Linked DNA regions of Gossypium hirsutum: region 1 is linked to region 2. The links are chromatin contacts, called in public Hi-C maps. All regions are on one chromosome and are shown on one strand. The core of a region is the stretch at or near the end of the contact, and the rest is flanking DNA. Distances in the headings are between cores, read along the strand shown. Region 1 holds the start of LOC107890568 (malate dehydrogenase, cytoplasmic). Region 2 holds the start of LOC107942320.

What was found. Hi-C and Micro-C count contacts between places; a contact is called where the count stands out from the background.
Region 1: a contact with region 2 is called in a Hi-C map of seedling, with 4 times the contacts expected there. The contact joins the promoter of LOC107890568 here to the promoter of LOC107942320 in region 2. A contact is called at or near these places in 5 of 34 Hi-C or Micro-C datasets (hypocotyl, leaf and seedling).

The regions. Positions count from the first base shown.
Region 1 is chrA09:80,940,471-80,944,560 of Gossypium_hirsutum_v2.1, reverse strand. It overlaps LOC107890568 (malate dehydrogenase, cytoplasmic), which reads right to left and starts at 2,155. Exons shown (of 7, transcript XM_016815056.2): 1 at 1,872-2,155; 2 at 1,583-1,741; 3 at 1,330-1,505; 4 at 970-1,247; 5 at 763-898; 6 at 578-689; 7 at 248-487. The coding sequence starts at 2,016. The coding sequence ends at 387. LOC121206276 reads left to right here and starts at 3,179. Exons shown (of 12, transcript XM_041077112.1): 1 at 3,179-3,369; 2 at 3,482-3,565; 3 at 4,014-4,090. The coding sequence starts at 3,316.
Region 2 is chrA09:80,810,962-80,815,429 of Gossypium_hirsutum_v2.1, reverse strand. LOC107942320 reads left to right here and starts at 1,370. Exons shown (of 13, transcript XM_041077108.1): 1 at 1,370-1,813; 2 at 2,583-2,732; 3 at 3,024-3,194; 4 at 3,363-3,506; 5 at 4,082-4,187; 6 at 4,327-4,468. The coding sequence starts at 1,580.

The DNA.
Region 1 (4,090 bases), core at 906-3,405, 130 kb before region 2:
ATTCATCCAATTTAATCGGTTAACCGTTAAACTGCTACTATGACCAATTCTCGCTACACAAGTTGAACTAGGCTAGAATTATTTATTACCATAATTGTGTTAATTGAATATATATAATTTCATCTTTCATTGCTAAAAAAATTATCGTATTTGACACATTGGTATCCAATATTTATTTTGGAATCCTCAATTAACGTAGTATTGAGGTAAATGAGAAATTTTGCAAATTTATGTATAAAGACAGATGTTCACTGCAAATAAACACAAAGTTAGCCTGGATAAAGATTTACAAATAGAATAAAATGCCTTATTCTCCCTTATTATTACTATGATAATGATTTTCATGAGTTCATTAGCTACTGATTAGTCTCCAACTATTCATTCACTTAATCATCAATCAGGCAAGAATAGGCAAGTGTTTTCTCATCCATCAGCTCTTTCGCCGTTGCATCCATTTTTTCCCTCGACAATTCATCTATCTTGAGCCCTGCCATTTGCAATGAAATATTCTCAAATAAGCAAATCATTGCCTCAAGTATGCATCAATTTTGGCATGGTCGAAGTGAATGCAACTTACCATTAACAATTGACCATTGTCCTTTCTCACATGTAACTGGGAAGGAGTACATAATGCCAGGCTGAATTCCATATGACCCATCAGAGTACACTCCCATGGACACCCATGTTCCCTGAACAAATGAACCCAAAGTAAATAATAGAGTTGTCAATACAAGAAGCAATGTAAAAATAAAGATTAACGACCTTGGGTGTTCCAAGAACCCAATCACGTATATGATCACAAGCAGCACTTGCAGCTGACAATGCACTCGATAGCTTGCGAGCTTTGATAATGGTGGCCCCTCTCTGCTGCACCGTGGTAATGAACTCGGTGTTCAACCTAGGAAGAGTTATTATAACGATTGGAAACTTATTAAAAAGCATCAAGATAGACTAGGGGTTTCTTGTTACCAATTATCATTTGCTATGGCATCTCTAACAGATTTCTCTCCATTTGTGGTTTTGACAGTTGCATGATTAATGTCTGGATATTGAGTGGACGAGTGATTTCCCCATATGATAACATTCCACACATCACTAACATGAACGTTTAGCTTCTCAGAGATTTGGCCTAATGCTCTGTTATGATCGAGACGAGTAAGGCAAGTGATGTTTTTCTCCGGAATTGAAGGTGCAAATTCTTTCAAGATAAGTGCGTTGGTGTTGGCTGGATTGGCAACCACTAGCACCTGGATGATAAGAACTGGTACTAATATATCTGATGTCAAATTTCATAACAATTTGTATTGGTAATTAGACTGGTTTTCTCACCTTGCAGTCAGGAGCAGCATGCTGTTCCAAGGCCGAAGCTTGAGCTTTATAAATCGATACGTTCTTGGACATCACATCCTTCCTTTCCATACCTTCTTTCCGTGGGAATCCGCCAACCATGACAGCTATATTGACGCCCTGACAGGCTTCGACAACATCCGTCGTCGCAACAACATCTTTTTCGAAACAACATGACGAGAAATCATAAGTAATTTTCAACCAAGAAAATGGGAGTCATGAGACATATATATACCTTTGAGCAGAGGAAAGGCAGCATCAATCAGTTCCATTTTGACTCCATTCAAGGCCTCAGCTGCAGGTTCGATATCAAGCATGTGAATAATTACAGGCTGATCAGGGCCTAACATGACCCCCCTCGCAATCATGGGAAGAAGAGCATAGCCAATTTGTCCTGTTGAAGAAAATCAAACTTTTGAAACTACATAAGCATAAATGAAACTATTTATGATTTATGTGCACGATTTGTCATATTTGATAAAGGAAAAAAGATGATAAAAAGACAAGAATTGCTTCAAGCTTGCCTGCAGCGCCGGTAACGAGTACCGTCACAGGCTCTTTTTCTATGACCAATAGACCACAGATGTGCTTGATTATCTTCCAGAACAAAGTTACAGAAAATAGAACTACCAAGATTTTCTGAAGCAAAATAATATACTCCTGTTCCATGCTTTCCCAAATCAAACGATGATATAAAGGCCTCTGTTGAATTCATGACTATATATACATATGTATGTATATGATATCATTGGTGTAAGAACCTCAGAGATGATCACAATGAGGAAATCAGATGCTAAAAGGAAGTGTGCAAGGAATGAAGGAAAAAACCATCAAGAGCTCTCTACTATAAAGAAAAGAATCTAGCTTCCATATGATTGTCAAGAAAATGGGTGAAGGACAAAGAACATAAATAAAACAGTATATGGAAGCTTGCTTTCATTAACAACTAAACGTGCAATGATGGGTTTTCCTATACTTACAGGCCAATTGAAATATATAAAGTTTTCTTCACGGGAATCAATCAGCTTTGCTAAGGAAGAAGAACAGTACGTACGGACAGCACTGGTAACTAAAAGTGTTAATATGTATTTCCCCTTGAATTTATCCAAAAATATCTAATTGGTACTTAAATTTTTATTTAATCACTTATTGATATCTCCACACTAACTCTATTAATTTGTGTTGCAATAACATTAGTAATTAATCTAGTGATTACATGCAGCAGCTTTTCAAAATACTATGTGATAAGCATAAATTAAAAAAAATAACAAAAGAATAGTACAAATTTTATTTAGGTACATTCTGAAAAAAAAAATTATAACTTTTTTATTAATTTATATATTTTAAAGTTTCTTTTATATTTTTCATGTGGCATATTAATGAACTATCATGTGTCATTAATAGATTGATTATCAATTCACATTAAAAAAATAAACGGTATTAGTGCATATGTATTAACCTAGATGATATAATACAAGTTAAAGTACTAATCACATAAAAAAATTAAAATTTCTAAACAAATTCAAGAGACAAATTAATATTATAAAAAATAGATAGAATAATTTATTTGAACTTCAAGTTTACAAAAATTCATTTTAGTTCTATTTAATTTTTTTTAAACTTGTTTGTGGAATCACTCAAAAAGAGAAAAAGTAGTTGTTAACTTTGCTGTTCACATAAATAATTAATTAATTTTTTAAAATTAATTTTTTTAAATAATTAAAAATTATTAAAATTATTTAAAAGTATAAAGATTATAAAAATATTTTTTAGTTTTAAAAAATTAATTAATTGCTTATAATATTTTTAGATAACAATTTTAATTTTGCTTATAATAATTGTAGGTAAAATACTTACCTCAATCCACACGGTTTTTTGAACCATATTTTTTCCACACAGATTAAATTGGTAAAAGAACAGAACACAGATCGCTCTCGCGCTTTCCCTCAATCAATCATTTTTCTTACCATGAAGATTATAGATTTTTTCCTGATCTCATCACTTCTCTTCTCAATCTCTAGGGTTTGTTATCTCTAAATCTCTTGTTTTATTTTCATATAATTATATCTGATTGTAATTTTTCTTTTAGTTGATTCAATTTCTTTCTTTCTTTTTCTGATTTTTGTTACTGTAGGCTGAATCTATTGCATCAGTTTTCTTCATCGACAGTTCTACTCATCAATTCCTTCGCGCTCCATCCTCTAACGATGTCTCTCAGGTTTTATTTAGTTATTTATTTATACTCTAATTTAATTCACTCATTTATAATTAGGTTTCAAGAATTATAATTTGGTGAAGATTTTAAGTATTAAGAGATTGTGGATAGTTAAGTTGAATTGTCCAGAATATGTAAAATTGGAAAATAACATCTGGAACTTATGTAGTATTTTAATTTAGTGATTTTGTTTTATGTAGATGTTTTACTATGTATAAGAGCTTTCTTGTTCTTTGTATTATTACTAGTTTTAAATTGATTAATGTTAAAGATTGTATTGATAATTTGATGTTACTATCATTTTCTGTCAGTCTGCCATTTTTATATGATATAAAGTTTTTCAATGTGTTTCTAGATGGACTTTGGATAGTAGGGGAAATTACTTTGTCCATATGTATATATATGCGGCTTACTGATATTGGAATAACCTTTGTCATGTCTCCTTTAACAGTCAGAGCCAATGTTGTTACCTGAAGTTGGTGCGACTGCATCAGTCTTGCTTGGTTTTCCACCACCCATTACACTTTC
Region 2 (4,468 bases), core at 121-2,620:
CTAGGTGATTTTTTATAAGAAATTGAAAATTTTAAAAATTTTAAATAATTAAATATAATGATTAAAAGTTTTATTCATTAAGTAAATAATTAAACATTTTTAAATATTCCCAACATTTAACATGTAAAAAGTAAATAAAATATGAATGATGAATGGATTTTTTTAAAAAATAATCATATAAAAATTAAAGAAATACGTAAAATTAATTTGAAATTACAGGTTTTACCTCATTGCTAATTTACTTTTTTTTATTAGAGTTATTAATTTATTGTTCTATTTTTTTTATAGTAGACTAGGACACGCTTACGATGTCGTGTGACAATTTTTTTAAAAATTAAGAAAAATAATTATAGTTTAGATTAAAATGACAACAGATAAATAATAAAGATCAATGTTTTTTTTTCTAATTTTTAGATTTTAATATTCTTTTTGTGTAAATGTATTTTTCTAAATTTATTAAAATATAAAAAATTCCTCAAAACACGGTAATTAATTAAATTATGACATATCCTTCAAAAATAATTTATATTTATATAAAATTGATGTAAAATAAATAAATCTTCCATTTCTATTATATTCTCCTAAAAATTATTTATTTTAAAATTTGTATTTACCACTTCCAATTATATTATCTCCAAAAATTAAACTCAAATTATGTTACTAATAGTACAACGTGCATGCCATTACTCTCTATCAATATATCAATTAACCCTTTTAGTAATAGTACAAATATTTAAGTGCATATAAATGTTGCTAATTAAGACATAATAACATTTTTCGCTTCTAACTTCAAAAATAATTATTTTAGTTTTCTATTTAATTTTCTGTTTTTTTATAGCTTTTAAATTTATATTTTTTTATTAAATTACATAAAATGGTTGAAAAAGTTAATATTTTTTATTTTCTTGATGTAACGCATTACTATATAGTTAACAAGTCCATATTTAATTGATTTTTTAAAACTTAATTTATTTAAAAATTTAAAAAATTATTTTTAAAATTATTAACAATACATATTTTTAGTATTTTTAAAATTTTAAAAAATAATTAAATGCTGACATGTCATCTATACAATAATTCACATATATGTCATATCAGTAAAGTTAACAAATATTAATTTTTCAATCTATTTTAGATAAATTTAATAAAAATACAGATTTAAAGATTAAAAGAAATGAAAAATTAATTAGAGGGCTAAAATAATTTTTTTATAAGGTTAGAGGGAAAAAAAATTATTATGTCATTAAATAATAATAAAAAGAGAAAACGATTTACCCCACTACCTCTAGACACTCGCCCGCGGGAAACCAACGGTTAATATTTTAGAGATAATAATATTTTAGAAAATATTAAATAATGGCCTTTCCTTGCTCCAGCTTTTGCCACGTTTTCCTCCGACGGCCAGGCCCTCATTCGTTCCACCTAAACACAAAAACAAAAAAAAGCGTTAAAATGCACTCTTTTTTCTGTTTTCCACTCGAAATTCCTCAGATTCAGAAATCAGAACTATCTTCCTCTCTCTCTCTAAAATTCGTTGTGTTTCTCTCTCTAGAAAGAAGTTTCCATCGTCAATTCCGCCATGGACGCAGCAGCGCCGCCGTGGCTCGTCTACTGCGGTGTCGATCCCGTCCGTTTCTCTTCCCCGCGCTCTAACAGAGTATCTATTCGTACTCGAACCAGACCGGTTCTCGCTGTAGCAACCGACCCTAAACCTACTCGTAAGACTCCGTCTCAGTCCTCTCCTTCAAACAACAACGTCAACGGCTCCTCCAAGTCCTCCTTATCTAAAAAGTCCGTGAACGGAGTTTCTACGGTAAAAAATAAAAAACCAATTCTTATTTTTATTGGAAATAGTTTTTTTTTTGGTGAAATGAGATTTGATTTCACGTGGTCAACTTTAGTCTGGTTGCTGAGACAGCAATGAAAAATGAAAAGAAAAATTAAGTATTATTTATTTATTTATTGTGAATACCATTGTGTAACTATTGGTCGGTCGGTTCAGTCGAAAACATCGTTAATCGAATTAATTGAATTGTTACTTTATATTATGAATAATCCGCCCGAATTATAAAAAGTTTAGCGGTAGCCAACCACAATTATTTTGATAATTAATCCAACTCTACCATCAATGAATTAAAATTACGTTTTAATTCTTTTTAGTAAGTATAATAATCTAATACATATTTATCAGTTAAACATGTATCCCTACAAAAGCACATTTATAATAAGTTAAAAACTTCTACATATAAAACTTAATAAATCTAATAAAGATTATAAATATAACGTTTTATATATATTTTTTGGGCAATTTTGTTATTTTTTTTAAATTTCTATTCAAATTAAGTGAGAACCAAAATTTTTAAAAAGTTTATACCATAATCCATATTAATTAATTTAGCTCAAATTAATTTGGTCGGTGGTTCATTTGGTTTTTTACTGAATTATGCACACGGAAGAGTTTATGTTATATATTAATTACTAATGAGTATAAAACTTTTAAATTTTTGAATTGCTGATTTTGCTTTTGGTCAATGTTTTAGTGTTCTTTTACTTATTTGCTTTGGTGATAATTGAGCTACCAGAGGATGGGAGACGTTTCACAGGAAATAAAAAGAGTGAGAGCACAAATGGAAGAAAATGAAGATTTGGCTATACTAATGAGAGGACTTCGTGGCCAAAATTTACGGGATTCACAGTTTGCTGATGACAATATTCAGCTTCGGTTGGTTGAGGTAAAAATACAGTTATTGTAGCATATATCTGTCATGTTTGAATTCTAGACTTCTAATCTACTTTTATTCTCTCAGCTTGATGTTTTAGTACAGGGGACAACTCATTTCATTTTCGGAAAGTGAAATGTTTTGAAAGCTTTTGAAAAGTTTAATGCCATTAGGGCTGGTTTAGTGATGCTATAGCCGACACCATTTACTGGGCTTGCAATTTCTAGCTAGTGTGCCATTTCTTTATTTTGCTATGCCCAAATTTTTGGTTGGTCAAGCATAAATCATTTTCTCGTTACATAGGTTGATGAAAGCAGTGAGTTCTTACCTTTGGCATATGATCCGGCTAGCATCTCAGCATACTGGGGGAAACGGCCTCATGCTGTTGCAACTCGTATCATACAGTTACTATCTGTTGCTGGGGGTTTCCTCTCACGCTTGGCTATGGATGTGGTAAACAAGAAGGTCAAAGAGGTGAACACACAATTCTCTATCACCTTCGTTGCAACTCGTATCATACAGTTACTATCTGTTGCAACTCGTTAAAGTTTTTGAGCTTCCCTTGCTGTTTGTGTGTGTTTGTTAGCATCTAAATGCACGCATAAATTTTCATGTTCAAATTTGTTTCTGTTTTATTAACAGAATGAAGTGGCTAGAGCTATTGAATTAAGGGAAATTGTTACCTCTTTGGGCCCAGCGTATATAAAGCTTGGGCAAGCATTGAGCATTCGACCGGATATACTTTCTCCTGTTGCCATGATGGAGCTGCAAAAGCTTTGTGATAAGGTAGAATTATCACTTTGGCATTTCTTCATATTGAATCAGTTCTTTTCTTCTTCTTCTTCTTCTATGGCTCAAACGTTTTCCAAAAAAATAACTTATTAGGAGTAGAGAGTTTTAGTTCTTACATTTAGACCAATTATAGGTGAGATGGATAATGTGATAACAAGTCCACCACTTAGTTCTGATGACTGTTTTTAGATATTGTTGTCTTGGGATGAACTCCTCTATAGTCTTCAATCTCAGAAATACCTCTACTAGATGGCAGACTTGTTGCACCCATAATGTCTACCCTTTTTGATAGAATTCAAATGTGAGATGCAATTTATTTATTTGTTTGTTTGCTTTTTGTTCCAATACCATATCAGTTTGCAGACCAATGGATTTTAGGAAATTGAAATGTTTCTCAATTATCACATGATAGGGATTTTAATTCGAAAGGTTATTTTTTCCTCCAAAAATGCTGACAACATTCCATAACTTGGATATTGCTAGTTAGCATTAGTATATTTTCTATACTTCTTTAAGGGGGTATGGTAAGTCTATTATTATAACTGACTTTTCTTTGCTCATATGCAAAGGTTCCTTCATTTCCAGATGACATAGCAATGGCTCTTATTGAAGAGGAACTTGGTCAGCCATGGCAAGAAATCTACTCTGAACTTTCCTCTTCGCCAATAGCTGCTGGTAATCTCAGCTTGAATATATGTTGCATGTGTAAATATATACGTACTTCTTTATTTATTTTATAGAGATAATTTTACTAGTTTTTACGTGCTATTCCAACTATAAATACTTGAAACAATGTGTGGATACCTATGGACAGCATCTCTTGGACAAGTGTATAAAGGACGCTTGAAAGAGAATGGAGATCTGGTTGCTGTCAAAGTGCAGAGGCCTTTTGTTCTTGAGACAGTGACTGTTGATTTGTTCATCATAAGAAACTTGGGTTTGGTGCTCCGAAAGTT